Linked DNA regions of Mus musculus: region 1 is linked to region 2. A link is a contact called in public HiChIP or PLAC-seq data. All regions are on one chromosome and are shown on one strand. Each heading gives the region's core, a stretch centred on a gene start, on an enhancer-like site or on the middle of the called end of the contact. The rest is flanking DNA. Distances are from core to core; before and after follow the strand shown.

What was found. HiChIP or PLAC-seq counts read pairs in DNA pulled down with a chosen protein or histone mark.
Region 1: a contact with region 2 is called in an H3K27ac HiChIP or PLAC-seq map of stem cell-derived neural progenitor cells, with 3 times the contacts expected there. The contact joins two enhancer-like sites. A contact is called at or near these places in 2 of 39 promoter capture datasets (embryonic stem cells and liver) and 3 of 115 datasets of contacts at active chromatin or transcription factors (embryonic forebrain, forebrain and stem cell-derived neural progenitor cells).

What each region holds. Positions count from the first base shown.
Region 1 is chr7:112,867,226-112,871,112 of GRCm38.p6, forward strand. The region is part of intron 9 of Tead1 (TEA domain family member 1); the gene reads left to right. Among named protein-coding and RNA genes, the nearest start is that of Rassf10, 85 kb to the right of the region's middle. Within about 2 kb of position 2,281, at least 58 of the 459 cell types and tissues checked have an H3K27ac peak or open chromatin away from gene starts, as enhancers often do. A contact at or near this core is called in forebrain and stem cell-derived neural progenitor cells, where this site is marked.
Region 2 is chr7:112,232,442-112,236,077 of GRCm38.p6, forward strand. It overlaps Mical2 (microtubule associated monooxygenase, calponin and LIM domain containing 2), which reads left to right. Exons shown (of 26, transcript NM_001193305.1): 2 at 2,906-2,978. Among named protein-coding and RNA genes, the nearest start is that of Mical2, 8.4 kb to the left of the region's middle. Within about 2 kb of position 1,395, at least 49 of the 459 cell types and tissues checked have an H3K27ac peak or open chromatin away from gene starts, as enhancers often do. A contact at or near this core is called in forebrain and stem cell-derived neural progenitor cells, where this site is marked.

The sequences.
Region 1 (3,887 bases), core at 1,031-3,530, 640 kb after region 2:
GAGGATTAGCCTGCAAGAGGGAGCAGGTACCTGGAACGGGTGAGCACGCTGATGGAATGCAGAAGCGTATCAAGGAGGAGAGGAAGCTCCTAACGCAGTTTCCTGTCGGCCTCAAACTAAACAAGACACTGGCATTGCTGTTAGGACCCAGCCTTGGAGACCTTGAAGCAGTTCACACATGGATGGAAGAATGGGCTGTTTAAAAAGCCAATGGCTTGAGGCATTTCAGGGAAAATCCAAGGAGTAAGTTACTAATATCTAGGGAGGTCTCTAAGTGGACAGTGCCCTCCCACATAGCTCCTTTCAGTGAGAGGATGGACCATTCACAGATCCGCCTGTGGGGGACAGGGGGTGCGATGGGGGTTGGGGGGAGAATTGCTGCAGGGTGCCCAGGCTAGGGATCCTGCAGAGCCGGCATTCTGATCCTCGTTTCTCGGTGGCTAGAGTCTGGAGCTGGGGATCCTGGGCTCGTGTGAGTCATTTGTCCTTGCCTAAGGGATCCCAAATCCTCTCAGGAGACTTCGGCCTCTGACCCAGCTCTTACTGATGTTCCACAGAAGTACCATCAGATAACCTGAGTCCTTCCAGTAAAGCAATCGGGCCAACATAGGCCCAAAGATGATTTAATTTTCTTATCTTTATAGCTCCTTTCAAAAGCTTAAGTTCCCAGATCCAGTTAAATTCCTTTGTCAGACCGCAGTTCTGACGTTGGCTGGTTCTGGAAATGTCATCTGAACAAGTAAAAGCAAACCAGCATGTAGGAGCCTTTGTGTGAGGAGGGTGTAGAGTTGAGGATGGGTACTGAGTCAGCTGAAGGTTCCAGGCCTCAGGCTATGCAGGGGGTGCTAGAGCACTTACCTTGTCTCATTGAGGGGCGTGGCCATCTGGGCCAATCCCTTTCAGATTCTGTTGCAACTCTCTCTTTCACTTGACCTTCACATTGACCCCTGGAGAAGACCCAGCCATATGTGTCATTTTTGTGTTCAGATGGCACACAGACCAGGTCGCACAGCTCATACATAGAAGGTTCCTACCTGTGCATTCTTAGCATCCTTGACACTTAGAATACTTCATCCCAAAGTATATCTGATCCTCCAGGAGGGTGCTGCCGCTTGGTTTGATGGTTGTCTCGGGCTGGGTGGATCTCTTGGGTTTTCCTCTGTGGTCTTCCAGGGGGACCTGAGAGATGGGGTGGCATCCAAGGCTCTGCATGATGGCCAGACGTGGTGTGATCCCTCAGCTCTCGCCATAGTGAAGGATGCTAAGTTGTCCCACACCAGCACACAGCTTCCCATGGCTGCAGCCTGTCTGCTGGGTGGTTTATATTCTCTGAGCTGGTCTGGGAACTCACCCTCTTTCTTCATTAGCCTTTGGGGAAGAGGCAATTGAAAGCATCTGGAAATGCAGGTTTTATAGACATTTCACAGAGACCCAGCCAGGCTCCATCTGCTTTTCTTGGCGGGTCAGCTTCCCTCCCGCTTGCCATCCCAGTGCCTACCCTTCATTCAGCCATGGTGTCTCTTCAGCTGCACTGGGTGGAAAGAGGAAGCAGGAAGGAGGCATCCCGGTATAACACCCTGAAACTACAAGGGATCGAGCAGCTTGTTGGGTTTAAGCTCTGGAGGAAACTGGTTCACCTTCTCTCTGGCAGCCTCATAGAGACCCATGCAATCCCCATCCTCTCCTGGCTGAATCTGCAAGTCACTCTCTTGGCTTGACTCCACACCCACTCCCTGCCATCAAAGGCTGCCCAGGCCACCCTGAACCCTCAGGTTCAGACAGACAGTCCAGGCTGGATCGTGACAGGAAGCAAAGGCAGGTGATTTGTCCTCTCTCTGATTCAGCTTAGACATTAGTATCCTTCGACATGAATTATTTGTCTTGGTTTCTTTAAATTCCTAAGTGGATTATAATTTTTCTCTTGGTATTATTTGACAGCAGTCATTTTTCAAGGTTTTACTAAGTTCTTCAAATACTTGAAATTTTTGGGAGAAGTTTAGGAAAATATCGCCACCTTCAGGTGGTTTGCTGTAGTGCAGCTCTCAGCTCTATCCCAGGGCACAGAGGGTTATTTGTAGTTTTCCCCTCCCCTCCCCTCCCCTCCCCTCCCCTCTCCTCCCCTCCCCTCCCCTCCCCTCCCCTCCCCTCCCCTTCCCTTCCTCCTTCCCTGCCTCTCTTTCTTCTTTCAAAAATGAAGCGGTCACATTGGAATTCCCTAAATAAGATAGATCATCAGTCCTATTGAGGAAAGAAAAAGGGTTGGGGAGAGAAAGGAAAACCTTGAAGCCCCGCTAGCCATTGAGATCTACTGTCTCAAACTGGGTACATCCCCAGCTGCTCCATCTCATTTTGGAGGACAGGCCTTTTATGCTTCCTCAAAAGGAGCCTCCTGGGTTAGAGTCTGCTATCCTAACGGAAATCAGAAGCTTGGTCATGAACCCACCTCAGCTCCAGTAGTGACAGTAAATAACCTCATGACAGTGGGAATCACCCCGATGAACCTGGCACTTCCCGCCCTGCAGTTCTGTTTTAAGCTTTTCTTTCCATTTCGTAGCTGTTTGAGGGAGTGCACCGATGGTCTCTCCTCAAGTCGGGGACTTTTTTTTTTTTTTTAAAGTACACTGTAGCTGTCTTCAGACGTACCAGAAAAGGGCGTCAGATCTCATTATGGGTGGCTGTGAACCACCATGTGGTTGCTGGGATTTGAACTCAGGACCTTCACAAGAGCAGTCGGGTGCTCTTACCCCCTGAGCCATCTCTCCAGCCCAAGTCGGGGACTTTTACAGTCATGGAATAAAGAGTATCCATGACAGACTCTTGGACAGGCCCAGTTGATAATGTAGTTTCCGTGCATTCTCTCACTAGTCACTAGATTCTCATGCAGGGAAGGCACTGCCTTAGAATGGAGGCAGCTGGGGTAGAGAGGCAGAAAGCCCCAGCCAAGAAGTTTCTAGAAAGTGGATGGAATCAGCTGCAAATCCAGACTGAGAACTCAGCCAACTCCAGCGTCCAGGTCTCTTCATTCCTCTATGGTTTCCATAGGCAGTGAAGATCAAATGGAGCAGGGACCCGGAAGACAGAAACCTTGCTTCAGTGAGGAGGACTGTTGACCCCTCCAGCACCTCCTGTCTGTGACTCTCAGGATTTTCATTCAACCTTTCAGGCTCGTAGTGACAGTGACGACAGACTAGGGTCACAGAGGTAGAAAGAGGAGCTGAGAAACTCCAGATCCCAAGAGATCCTGCCTGTGTTGGGAGTCTCACATGTACACGGTTACCCTAACTGCTGTGAGCTGTCTTAAGCCACAGGAGAGTTTTACAGCGTGACCCATGCTTCTTTGCAGCCCAGGGGCTTGTAGTCAACCGAAGTAGACATCCTGAAAATCATACTTTTGTTTCCTTTCATGTTTTCTTTTTCCTTCCTCATGCCACCCGCCATGTTCCACAGTAGCTTTGCATGGACGGCTAATTGAGCCACATGACCCGTAAGGAAAAGAGCCATATGTTACCCTGTGTCCCTTACTTCCCTGTTCCCTTTGTTAGTGACAGCTATGTACAGCTCTTGCAATTACTTCTTTGTATTTTTTTTAGATGTAATTTGTTACCACTGTGTGTGTACATGTATATGCCATGGCTTGCAACTTTCGGGGATCAGTTTTCTCCTTCCGTTGTGTGATGGAACTCAGCCCTTCAGACTTTTAATGCCGGTGCCTTTTTACCCACAGAGCCTTCTCTTGGCCTTTGATCACTTTTGTTTTTATTTTTGTTTTTGTTTGTTTGTTTGTTTGTTTTTTCTTTTTAAAAAACACTCACTGGCCTCTTACTATGGGAGAATAGGATTTAATTCCACACTTAGCACATGCTAAATTTAAAGTTCCAGCTTCCACT
Region 2 (3,636 bases), core at 145-2,644:
GAAGGGGATACGGTACTTGCCCCAACACACATGTATACATGCATGGTTCTCACCTCCACACACAAGTGTGTATGGCACTAACCATCACAAACATACAGATACCTAGAACTACACCACGAGCACACACCGATGCGATGCATGGTAAAAACACTCACTCATACAAAAAGAACTGGTGAAAACCCAAGCCACATTTCTTCTCTCAGCCCCCATCCTTGGGCTCTCTTCTCACAATGTGGTTGCTGTTCCAAGCCTCCTGTAGACATGCTGTGGGCACACTTCTCTGCCTGTTACCTGCTTCGCTTTTCCTTCTGTCTGCTAGGAAGTGACCAGAGTGACCCAGAGGGCCCACAGGATCTCAGAGACTCAGGAATGAATTGGCCAGAACTCAACGATTGCCTCCTCCATATATTTCAGTGTCTCTTTTGTCAGAATCCCCCTTGCTTTAAATCTGGGGGATTTGGGACATCTAGGCACTGAGGATAAACATCAGGAACAAATTCTCCATGGAGATGATAGAAGCAAAAACAAGCAAGCAGACAAATGAAGCATGCTAAGACAGACATGGGTTCGAATCCTAGCCATGTGGCCTTGCAAAGTTCATGAATCCTACCATCTAAGCCTATAAAGAAGAGGTAGTTAGAGTCATCTTGATCTCAACACTGATGTAGAGATGAAATTAAAATATTTACAGGGTGCTCTGCACAGGCCTGCATTCCAATACCTCCCTGTTTTCTATGGTCAATTTCCACACTGAATAGCATGAATGGGCTCCTCCATGAGCCCCCTCTGGGGCTTAAACTTCGGGTTCCTGTAAAAGTCAGCCAGTTCTTCATTTTTCCCCAAGCTGAGCTCCTCCTGTCTGCCTGCTCCCCCCACCCAGCCCTGTTCTTGTGGCACCCCCTCCATCCCACCCAGCCTCTAGGCACCCCATCCTTCTCTGCCCTTCACTCCCTACAGCCTCCTCCTCACTTCCGTCCCTTCTGCCATGGTAAGCAGTAGCTTCCTGGAGAAGGCTCCCTGTTTATGGCTGCTCCCTGGGGTGTTTATGCTGCCTCTCTTCAAGAGCTCCTAGCAGATGTCTGTTTATTGCTGAAACTTCATCTTCAGCCAGAGAGAGGAACAGCTTTTTTTTTTTAGATCTCTAATTGTGGTGGCTGTACAATACGGCTTAGATTGCCTCCGTGTCTTAATTCCTCATTGCTCTCCAGCTCTACCCATTATGAAACTCTTCAGATGCAGGCAGAGAGACCTTATATGTCCCGATTTCAGAGCTGCATTTAAATTTAGCATGCAGTTGTAATCAGTTAGAAAGGTAGGCCAGGGGAGTGAGGGCAACCAACAGTTTGTCTTCTATCCTGGCTCCGACAGATGGTATGAATGAGAGGAGCATTTTTGGTATCCATAGCAACAGCAGCCCTCCCTCACGCCCCCTCTTGCCACCTGCAGGATTGATCAGGCAGTCTCAGGCTGCTCTGAGATGAGCTGCCAGCTCAGGAGTTTTATCTTTCCCTTTGGACCCCGGTGAGGCTTGAGGTGCTCAGGGAAGGGCAGCTGGGGTGGCTTTAGATGATCCTGACCTCTCTGCTGGAGGAAGAAGAGAGAGCATGAGTCACAGAGCCGTGGGATGTCAAGTTGGAAGGGTCCTATGATGTCTTAGTCACGAAGTTCTCACCTTGCCTTGAGTTTATGTGTTTAGAATAAGAGGCTCAGACAATGTGTTTTTATTTTTACTTTTTTTGAGACAGGGCCTTATCATGTAGCATAGGTTGGCCTTAGCTTGCAATTCCTCTGCCTCAGAGTTCCACATCCCCTGAGCCCTGGGGACAGAGTTTCTACCTTTGCTTTCTCAGTCTGTGATACAAAACCAGATTTTATTTTGTGTTTGTTTATTTGTTTGAGAGAGGGGCTCACTATGTAGGCTTGGCTGTCCTGGAACTCACTATATAGAACAGGATGGTCTCAAACTCACAGAGATTCATCTGCCTCTGCCTCCCAAGTGCTGGGATTAAAGGTGTGTGCCACTGTACCCAGCTCACAAACCCAGATTTTAACTGAGACGGGCAGCTGTCTATAGAGATTCGTTTGTCTCCAATTGGCTATTGGCTGACCCTTGAGAGAATACACCAACATGAGCCAGTTGGGAGTCATGGAGGAGGGCTATAAATAGGTGTTGGCGTGGCTACCAACAGCTGGAGGCTCAGGCTTGTTAGAGCCCAGCACAGCATGCAATTGTTGTGCTGTGGCCCAGATCTGGTTGCTCTTCTTTTGCCTGGAGTGTGGTATGCAGGACCAGCTTCTCACTGCTGCCTGCACACTAGGACTGGGTATGGAATATACGCAATGGGGAACCTTCTAGGAGACATCTTGGAGGAGGAAGAGGTAGGACCAGCTTGTTAGTCACAGAGCACCTTGGAGGATGGCTAGGATGTCCTCAACAGAAATGAGCGGAGGCAAGAGCACACAGAGGCGTAGGCAGGGGGCATGTGCAGGATATAAACAAACCCAACAGGCAAGAGGAAGCCACCAGAGGACACTGGGCCACCTAATCCTTGGGCCAGTTAAGTTTAGGAAGCCTAGGCCTCCCACCAAGGACTTAATGCTGCCTAAATGGCTATCCTTTGATTACATTTAGGGGTGCTCAAAAAACTTAGTAGAGCAATTAAGGCCAGGCCCCATAGCAGACTTCTTCTGCCTTAGCTTTGTCTCTTAACTTTATTTGTGGTTGCAGGGTCTGTGTGTGCAATCTCATCTTTCCAAGTACAGCAACCCATTATGAAGCTCCCTAGCTAGGGTTGTAGAATATGGTCCATCTATCTTTTCCTGCAGCATGTATTCTGTAGGGAACAAACAAACAAACAAACACAAAAAAACCTGTCCCCTTACACCCTTCCTTCCCTTCTTCCAGGTCAAGGAGAAGAAATGTGGACATAGAGGCTCCTGACCTCAGAAACGGACCAGGGGGTTCCTGCTTGCCTGCGGTAAGTCAAAGCAGCAAAGCTGGGGTGGATTGGATCCTGAGGGATACCCTCTTCCAAAGGAGCAGCCTGCTCTACAGAGAGAATCATTTCTGTAGGGCTCAGAAGCTCACAGAGCCCAGCATCCCGTCTGAAATGCTGCCTATTCTCCTGCTTTTGTGACCTCACAGCCACCAGAGCCTCCTTTCCTGCCATGTCCTGGCCTGGAGAGGAGACGAAGGCTGAGTTCAACCTTTGCCAGCTGCTGGTGGTGCTAAACTGGCAGCCAGTAGCATGGCAACGTGCTGTGGTTATAGCTCGGACATTTGAGCAGGGCTGCTGGCACCTGTCTCTCACATATGTCTTGGGTACACCCTGGATTTGTGTCATGGAATAAATTGTGCTTGTGAGTTGCAAGTGGAAAGAATTGAGTATTCATGGGAGCTGTTGAGGAGGCTGGGGTATGGTATAGAATCCTCACTTCTCTTCCTTCTTCTTTCCTCTGCCTCCCCCTTCTTCTTCCTCTCCATTTCTCTCCCCTTCTCTCTCTTCTTCTCCTTTCTTAGCATCAGTTGTTCCAATGGGGGCCCAGGTTGGCTCATCCATCACTCAGGACATCTGATCTGCCATTCGAGACCTCTGATGTACTGTCTACTGGAGGCGGGCTGTCACAGGTAGAACT